Regions from separate parts of the Mus musculus genome. Here region 2 is linked to region 1. Evidence: chromatin contacts called from public Hi-C data. All regions are on one chromosome and are shown on one strand. The core of a region is the stretch at or near the end of the contact, and the rest is flanking DNA. Distances in the headings are between cores, read along the strand shown.

Evidence for each region. Hi-C and Micro-C count contacts between places; a contact is called where the count stands out from the background.
Region 2: a contact with region 1 is called in a Hi-C map of bone marrow-derived macrophages, with 17 read pairs. The contact joins two enhancer-like sites. A contact is called at or near these places in 2 of 39 promoter capture datasets (the C10 cell line and cranial neural crest), 1 of 15 datasets of contacts at CTCF or cohesin (pro-B cells), 1 of 484 Hi-C or Micro-C datasets (bone marrow-derived macrophages), 4 of 115 datasets of contacts at active chromatin or transcription factors (differentiating embryonic stem cells, embryonic basal ganglia, embryonic limb bud and 1 more) and 1 of 9 other capture datasets (embryonic stem cells).

What each region holds. Positions count from the first base shown.
Region 1 is chr7:82,800,586-82,805,292 of GRCm38.p6, reverse strand. No RefSeq gene overlaps it. Among named protein-coding and RNA genes, the nearest start is that of Gm29796, 8.0 kb to the left of the region's middle. Within about 2 kb of position 2,787, at least 10 of the 459 cell types and tissues checked have an H3K27ac peak or open chromatin away from gene starts, as enhancers often do. A contact at or near this core is called in bone marrow-derived macrophages, where this site is marked.
Region 2 is chr7:83,553,899-83,558,605 of GRCm38.p6, reverse strand. No RefSeq gene overlaps it. Among named protein-coding and RNA genes, the nearest start is that of Gm10610, 5.7 kb to the right of the region's middle. Within about 2 kb of position 1,880, at least 4 of the 459 cell types and tissues checked have an H3K27ac peak or open chromatin away from gene starts, as enhancers often do. A contact at or near this core is called in bone marrow-derived macrophages, where this site is marked.

The DNA.
Region 1 (4,707 bases), core at 1,538-4,037:
GTCATCAAGAAAGTGATGAGGGACTTATGAACATGGCACACACATACATATACCACCATACATATCACATGGACATAGCACATACATGTCACATGTACTCATATCAACTCACACATCATCACATGTGCACAACTCATGCATATTAATTCACATATATCACATACACCCATAACATATATATACACCATTTATCATCTCATGTCACATATGTGTGACATACATATTACATGTTCACAAGCTACATATGGCAAACACACAAATATCCCATGTAGACATCACATGTACACATATAAACATATCACATACATATGTATTAAATACACATTACATATTACACACACATATCATATCACATACACCAAATGTGCACACCATAAGAGACAATGGAGGACTTCTGCCCAAGTCAAATGCCCCTTCAGCCAGGCTGAAAGGTCCACATCTACAGTCATCAATGACATGAATTCCATCAGTGTCACATGATTAAGGTAAGGCCACACCCCTATAATCATTGACTGAAGCCTAAAACCCCACTGATCCAAGTGAAACAGCAGAAAAACCCATGTAGCCCTCTACCCTGTAAACACCTGGGCAGTGCGTCTCACACTCAAAAAAACATAGGGAGTCTGAGAACCTGCCACAGGCAAGAGGAGCCTAAGAAGGACGGAGAGATAACCACTGGAGGGGTCTACACCAGATCCTTGCTCAAAAAAGGAAAAGGCCAGGTTCAAACCAAACCAAGATACTGAACAAACTGCCCCGTGACACTGGCAATAATGCACCAGTATTGTGTTGTCCTAACTACAACGAGGTACAACACGGATGGCATTCATGAGGGGAAAGTTTGTGGAGACAAAGAGAAAGACAGTACTAGCTAGCTCTGTGCTGGTCACACAAATTCACCCTAAATCTAAGACTGTTCTCAAAAAGTAAAATATAAAATAAAATCTGTTGAAAAGACGAAGGGAGAAGAGCAACAGAAGGAGAGGAGAAGAAGATGGAAGGGCCTCAGAGAGTCTACCTGGGGAGGGCGGATCAATGCACTCATGAGGGACGTTCGGGTGAGGGAAAATACAGGGTTGTGATACACCAGCAAGGTTGTATGGACAGTGGAGTAACTGTGTGAGAAGGGAGAGGGATCCACGTTAGCCATCTGATTCCACAGACTCAACATTGGCACACAGGGCGGGCTGTTTAGGTTTCACTACACACAAGCCAGGAAAGGGGGGGAAATGTCTTTGCTGCTCATGGTCTTTCAGAAAACGTACATCCTGTCCTATGCTGCTCTTTTTGTAGAGTCATATATGCCCAGCACTCATCTTAGAAGGAGATGTCAGGGAGAGATGGGAAGGAAAGAGAAACCAAGAAAAATGGCAGAAGGCTGAGGACTGTCTGGTGAGAGCTCTTGGTGGGTAGGTAGGTAGGTTGGTTGGTTTGTTGGTAGGTTGGTTGAAAGGTTTTTACAACAGGAGTACCAAAGATATGGCTTTAACTGGCTCACCACACCATGGGACCTTCCCTGGAGTCTACCCATCATTCCTGTTCTCCTGAAGTGAAGGCCCAGGATGCCAACTGGATTAGGAGGGACATGATTTTATTCGGGTGCTTTCCGGGATTGAGATAAAGAAGCAACTGTGTGAACCCCTTATCAGCATCATCTTTCCCTGGATTCTTCGCCCATCCTCGGTCTTCAGGTCCAGCTTCTAACAGGTCAGCATCCACCAATGGCCAGACTGTGTGCAGCCTCTGAATTCCCTCTGCCTCCCAGTTCTAATGCCCCACTCACCATACCAACCCCACTGCTAGACACACAGCCAAGGAGCCTGACACCCATCTTTGATACCACTCCCAGGCTAGACTTGCCATTTGTAGAGCCCAAGCTCCTGGCCGGCAGGCAGGGCAGACACTATGGAGGCAGATCTTTACCTCTAGCAGGGTTTGGGCTCCTGTTTTGATCCCTTTACTCACACAGCTAGGTTTGGATTTGTTTTTGGAACTCTGATGTTCCACTATTTAAGAACTAGTATGAGGGCCAGAGCAGTGGCTCAGGGGTTAAGAGCACTCACTGCTCTTCCAGCAGACCTGGTTTTGGTTTCCAGCACCCATGTTCCCTGCAGAAAGGGAAGACATAGTGGGTGGGCTCACAACCATGTCCTGCTCCAGTTCTAGGGCATCTGATGCCTCCTTAGCACCAGGCACACACAAGTACTGCTCATATATACAGGCAAAACTCCACTCACATAAAATAAAATTAAAATAAAAAAGAATCAATAAAGTGGTCCATATTGATGTGCAAATATTTTCCGAAGGGTTAAGGTGCCAGAGAATGAACCCCTTGGCTCATCAGTTTTCTTTACGTTGAACTCTGGGCAGCAGTAATTTGTGCTTAGGGACTGGCTTGGGTAGTGCTGTAGTCTGGATGCTGAATGTCCCTGAAATGCTCAGGTGTTGGAGCTTGGCCACCAGCCTGGGGTACTATTGGGAGAGATGGTAAGTTGGGTCGATGAGAAGATACCCTCGATGGGAATATCAGGGCACCAGCTCTCTCTCTCTCTCTCCATCTTAGCTGTTAGAGGTGATCAGCCATATGTTCCCATTAAGATATTCTGTGCTGCCACAGGCCCAAAAGCCACACAGCCAACGAAGCACAGACTGAAACTGATGGCAAATAAATTGTTCTTCCTCATAAGTTGTTTATCTAAGGTATTTTTGCCACAGTAATGGAAAACAGAATGACACAGATAGGTTGGATGAGCTGTCTAGTGGGAGGAAGGTCAGAGTGACCCCGAAGAGAGGGAAGACCTAGGGGTCAGACACATGACAAGCCTCTGGGAAAAAGGAAGGAACTCCCCAGAGAAAGTGAAACACCGACTCACAAAAAGATACCATAATTCACTCTGCTGACATCAGAATTTCACTTTCTGAAGCCTCAAGAAAGCAGAAGGGAAAAAGGACTAACGACTGACCCCTCTTCTTTGTTTCCTCCCACCTGAGTTTTTCTGAGCCTTCAGCTTCTTTCTACCAGAGCTCTGTAGGCCCCAACCCTCTTCCTTACCACACAGACTCTGCGCAGAACTCTCTGGAGACAAGAAAAGAAATTTCCAACCCCTGGCTACGTGTACTTTCCTCAAGTGTGGGGATAAAAGTTAAATGACATTTTATGAAGAGGGTCCTTAAACCTCAAAACCATCTTCCTCCCTCCCTCCCTCCCTCCCTCCCTCCCTCCCTCCCTCCCTCCCTCCCTCCCTCTCCAGTCCCCCTTTCCAGTGCTGGAGACCAAGCTCAGTCAGAGATCGCCTTGTGCCTCATTTCAGAGGCTGCTTTGGGCAGGGACCCTTCACAATCCTGAAAGGAGCAATTCCCATTTACTTCAGGAGAGGACCTCCAGATTTAATGAGTTAAAATCACCTTCTAGAGGTGATATAACTAGAAGAGACAAGACCAGACCCTGATAGCATCCGGACAGACTCTGGGCTCCTACCTCCAGCAGCACACGGGAGTCATCATGAAAATGAGACACATGGCTGTCCCCAGAGCCTATGGCCAGGAGTTAATGGACCAAGCCTCGGGGCTGAACTTAGCCCAGACTTTATTGGGTTTTTTTTCTCCAATAATTTATTTTGTTTTTATTCACTTATATCTGATCACAATACCACTTCCTCCTTTCCTCTCAGTCCCCACCCTTACAAATCCCTCCCCCACTGCCCTCTACCCTTCTCCTCAGAGAAGGAGGAATCCCCCACTTGGGTACCATCTCACTCTGGGTCATCTATTCCCAACAGGACTAGGCACCGCCTCTCCCACTGAGGCCCAACCAGGCAGTCCAGGTAGAGGGAAAGGGATCTAATGGACGGAAACAAAGACTGAGACAGGCTCTGCTGTGGGAGTTGTTAGGTGTCCCACATAAAGACCAAGCTGCACATTTGCTACAAATGTGTTGTGGGCTTAGGTGCTCCCTGGTTGGCAGCCTAGTCTCTATATGTCCCCAGAGGCCCCTGTTAGTTGACTCTGTAGGTCTTCCTGTGGTGCCTTGACCCCTCTGGCTTGTTCAATTCTATTCCCCACTCTTCCACAAGACTTCCCAAACTCTGCCAGATTGTCTGGCTGTGGGTCTCTGCATCTGCCTCCCTCCATTGCTGGATGAAGCCTCTCAGGAGACATTTATTCTAGGTTCCTGTCTGCAAGCATAGCAGAATACCATTAATAGTGTCAGGGGTTGGCTCTCTCACATGGGATGGGTCTTAAGTTAGGGCAGTCATTGGTTGCCTGTTCCCATCTTTATCGCTATTTTGTAGGCAAGACAAATTTTGGGTTGAAGGTTTGTGGGTGGATTGATGTCCCCCTCTCTCCTCTGAATTCCTGCCTGGCTACAGGAGGTGGCCACTTCAGTCTGTATATCCCCCTCTGGTCGGAATCTCAGCTAGGATCGCCCCCACAAATTGCCTGTGTTCTCCCAGTCCCAGGCCTCCAGCTGGTCCCAGAGATGCGCCCCCCACCCCACTCAGTCCCTGGCCTCCTTGGCCCCTCCTTTCTCCTCCTCTGCCCTCTTCTCCCCACACCTGATTGCCATCCCTGTCCCTTCTTCGTCTTTCTCAGTTCATCTCTGATGACTGTTTAATCTCCCTTTCTGAGTGAGATTTTTGCATCCTCCCTTGGGACCTTCTTACTACCCAGTTTCTTTAGGCCTGTGGTTGTCTTGCACTTTATGGC
Region 2 (4,707 bases), core at 631-3,130, 750 kb before region 1:
GAGCTTGGTAGATGGCTCAGTCAATAAAATGCTTGTTATGCAAGCACGAGGGCCTGAGTTTGGATCCCCAACACCAACGTAAAAAGCTGGGTTTTTCTGTGATGCAAGTGTCAGGGGAGGTGGAGACAGATAGATCCTTGGAGCATGGTGGCCAGCCTAGGTGAATCAATGAGCTTCAGGTGGTGAGAGATGCTGTCTTAAAAACTAAGAGAAGAACACCTGAAGAACGGGTAAGGAAAATGTGGTATATTTATACAATCGAGTATTACTCAGCAGTTAAAAATGATATTACAAAAATTTTCAGGGACATGAATAAATCTAGGAAAAAGAAATCATCGTGAGTGAAGCCCAGAAAGACAAACATGAAACACACTTGCTTACAAGTGTATATCACCCACTAAACAAAGGTGATGCAAATGCTACAACCCACAGATCCAGAAAAGCTACATAATAAGGAGAGCTCTTGCATAGACCTTCCTGAGATGGGGAAATAGAGTAGACATTTTCTGAGTGGACTGGGGCAGGCAGGCATGGGAACAAGAGGGATCAGGTTGGGGAAGGGGGGGGGAGGAAGGAAGAAGAGAGTATGGGGAGAGAAGACTGGAACTAGGGGACATTTGGGGATAGTTGTGGAGACCTAGTGCAATGGAAATTCCCTGGAATCTCTGAGGGTGATCCTAGTGAGGCCTCCTAGTAAATGGAGAATATGGAGCCTGAACCAGCCATCTTCTGTAACCAGGCAAGGCATTCAGTGGTGAGACTGGGACACCAACCCAGCCACAAAACATTCTACCCACAACCTGACCTGCTTGCAAGGTGTGCTGGGGCAAGAGTGGCTTAGAGATTTGGGAGTGGCCAACCAGTGACTAGTCTAACTTGAGGTTCAAGCCACAAGAAGGTGCTAACCCTGGATGGCCAGGAACTGGAAGCTGGATGGCCCAGAGACTTAGGATCAGTGCCTAGCCCTATTAGCAGCAGAGAGGCTTCCACCAGCATCTGATAGGAGCAGATCCAGAGAACCATAACCAAACATTATGCAGAGCTTAGGGAGCCCTGTGGAAGAGGGGGAGGAAGAATTTTAAGAGCCAGAGGGGTCAAAGCACCAGAAGAACATGGCCCTCAGAATTAACTAAGCAGGGCTCATAGGGGCTCACAGAGACTGAAGTGGTAATCATGGTGCCTTCACAGATCTGTAGGTCCTTTGCAAATATGTGGTGTTTGTTTAGCTTGGGGTTTTGTTGGACTCCTAACAGTGGGAGTGGGAATATCTGACTCTTTTGCCTGTTCTTGGAATCCTTTCCCTCCTACTTGATTGCCTCATCCAGCCTTGATTGTGAGGGTTTGTGATTATGAGGATCTTGCTGCATCTTGCTACGGCTGTGTTCAGTTGATATTCTTGGGAGACCTGCCATTTTCTGAAGGGAAATGGCGAAGCATTGAATCTGGGGTAGAGGAGAGATGGTGGGGGACTGGGAGGAGTGGAGGGAGGGGATGCTGTGGTTGTTTTGTATTGTATTGTATTGTATTGTATTGTATTGTATTGTATTGTATTGTATAAGAGAAGAATAAATAAAAAGAAAAAATAAGAGGGGACACGTTTACAGCAGACTTTCTGGCATTCTGTATTTTGAAATCTTTTTTCCTTCTCTTCCTCAATGTCCTATGATCCACAGATGCAGAAGCTGTGATGTAGATGTATCTGTTGAGGCTGGGATCCCCACCATCCTTTGATCTCTGCATTGTGTTTAGTTGTAGTTTCCTGTTTGCTTTTGAAGGGTGGAGCTACATTATATGTGGGTATAAGGATAAGAGTTAGACTACAGTACGAAATTATTATGGCCTAGCAAAGTGGTTGTAGTAGATTCTTTTCTAAGACCCATGACCTCATTAACCATGGGAAGTTGGCTAATTTCCCAATACCAGGCATGGTTTCCTTTCTGTTGAGTGGATCTTAAGTCCAATTAGACAGCTGCTGATTACTATCAACTTGTGAGTGCCACTTGAGGTATGAATATCCTGAGTAGATGTCACGGTTCATAAATGTAGCAGATAGGTAGGGCTGCTTGATTGCCTCCCTGCCCTGGTATCTGGCATAGTATTTCTGGCACCATTGGCACTGGACTGCAGGAAGGAGGCTTGTTGGTCAGATCCAGCATGAATCATCTGAATCCTGGTGTCCTAAGATGTGGTATCTTCAGCAGTCATGGGACCACCCTAGAAATGGCTGCATACATAAGATAGAACAATGATATTACCAATAAACATGCTAATATAGAAAGGGGGAGGTTTCTCAAAGCTCCACCCCTAGGCAAAGAACTATAGGCAACAAATGACCATGGAGAGAAAGAAAAGTAGCCTCTCCCAGGAATTAGTCTTATTGTTGTCAAATGCCGAGTGGGCATGTCTGAAATCACATACACACAGAAAACAAAAAATAATGCATCAGGCTGTATTGATATATTTATGCATACATGCATACATGTGTATACTACCTACATATGTATGTTACAACAAGAACAAAAGAAAAAGGGGCTATTAACTTTACAGTAGGTGAGCATTAGAGTTGGTGAGTCCCTAGAGAGAGAGGGGGTCCCTAGGAGAGGCTTAAGGGAGCAAAGAGAGGGGGAAAGTGATGTAATTTTATTTCAATTTAAAATATGCTAATTTTTTTAAAAAGAAAAAAAAAACAGAGAGATCAGCTGAGGAAGATGCCAATATTGAACTCTGAGCATGCAGAGATATATATGTGCAACTGCACACATGTGTATATACACATGAACACAGACATTTACATACATACCACAGACACAAAAAGATAAGCAAGTGGAGGAGCCTGAAGTAACTGAGACACTTCTTTTTTTTTTATTTTGTTTATCTGTTTTATTTTCTTTTTTCCCCCTTTTTATTAGGTATTTAGCTCATTTACATTTCCAATGCTATACCAAAAGTCCCCCATACCCACCCACCCCCACTCCCCTGCCCACCCACTCCCCCTTTTTGGCCCTGGCGTTCCCCTGTACTGGGGCATATAAAGTTTGCAAGTCCAATGGGCCTCAACTGAGACACTTCTTATGTTATACGCCTCATACACCATTTAGAAACCTGCACAGAAGCAAGAATAAATATTGTGTCTGGGAGAATAAGTAGTGGCTGCATTTGTAGAGAAATGTATACTAGTGGGCACCATGGGAAGATATTGGCTGCAAGTATTAAAAGGCAAATACTGCCACTTAAAAGTTACTCAGACTGTAGAAGTGAAACAAAAAGGAGCTACTCATTCTTTCATTGTTCTAGCCTGGGAAATGTCTAATGGTCCCACCCAAGGACTATTGATTTTCCAGAAATAAGACTTTTATTTGGCTTACTATTTTTCATTGATCAAGGCCAAGAATAAGAAATTACACATTAACTTAACGTTAACTTAAAGGGTTGTGTGTATATATGTATACATGCATATGTGTATACATATACATACCTATATATATGGAGAGAGAGAGAGAGAGAGAGAGAGAGAGAGAGAGAGAATCAGTGTTGCCCAGGCTATTCCTGAATTCACATTTTTTTTTGTCTCAGCCCCCTTGGAGGATCACAGGCATGTCCCACCATGCCTACCCAGCTTGTAAAGTGTTGTAAACTAGAAACTCAGATGTGTCAAGACTATAACCAATTCTACTCACCTGCAATGTGTACCTGGATGTCAACCCATTCACTGTTTTTCTTCCTCAAAAGCTGCACGTTGCCCAAAATAGAACACCTGCCCTTCGTTTAGTATTTACAAAATTCGTAGAAAGAAAATTTAAGTCTAATCAAATCAGGCCTACAGAGAATACATATTTTTAGCAAATTTCACCTAGAAATTGGCAGCAAAGGTACAATTTTGCTTCTTCCTGTGGAGCCTCGCTGGCTGCCAAGGGAAAAGGTTTCAGCAACAAAGGAAGAGTCTCAAAAAAGATCTCAAGGCAGCAGCAATGATAACACGACAATATGTTCTCCAGACTCTTTCCATCCTCTCACAGTTTTAGGATTAGGCTCCTAAGTTGAGAACAGGAAGTGTCCAGTGTTGTCATATTCCGAGGAGAACTGCCCAGCAGCTATGGAAAGATGGGTGAACTTACCAGAAATACACACACTTCCTGTGTGCTTCAATATCCATAAGAGAGAAAGGCAAAAGGGGAAGGGAGCTCGTAATGGCTGAGCTCAACCATGTCACCTGGAAGATGGGCTGCTTCTGGGTGTGCCTGTTGGGGGTTAACTTGACTAGGCTAATTAGGTGTGGGAAGATGTACCAAGTGTGGGTGGCCAATGGGATTTTGGACTAATCAAAAATGAGAGCTAGCCTTCATCGTTCTCTTCTTCCTGACTGTGGATGCGATGTGAGCAGATGCTTCAAGTTCCCTGCTGACATGGACTCGACTTCAAACCTTGAGCCAGATAAACCCGTTCTCACTAAAGTCTCTGTTGTCAAAGCATTTTATCACAGCAACAAGCAAAGCAACCACCGCAGAGCCTTCGGAGTTAAGGACATTCTTCTGTTTCTGTCTCCATCTCACTCTCTTTATCAGAGCTGGGGAGGACCTCAAGGCCATGCCCATGCTAGGCAAGTGCTCTGCCATTGAGATTCAGGTCAGTAGAGCACAGATCTTAGTCTCCACCAATTCCCACACAGTGTGGGAATCACTCTACCAGCCACTGGCAGCAGTGCCGTTG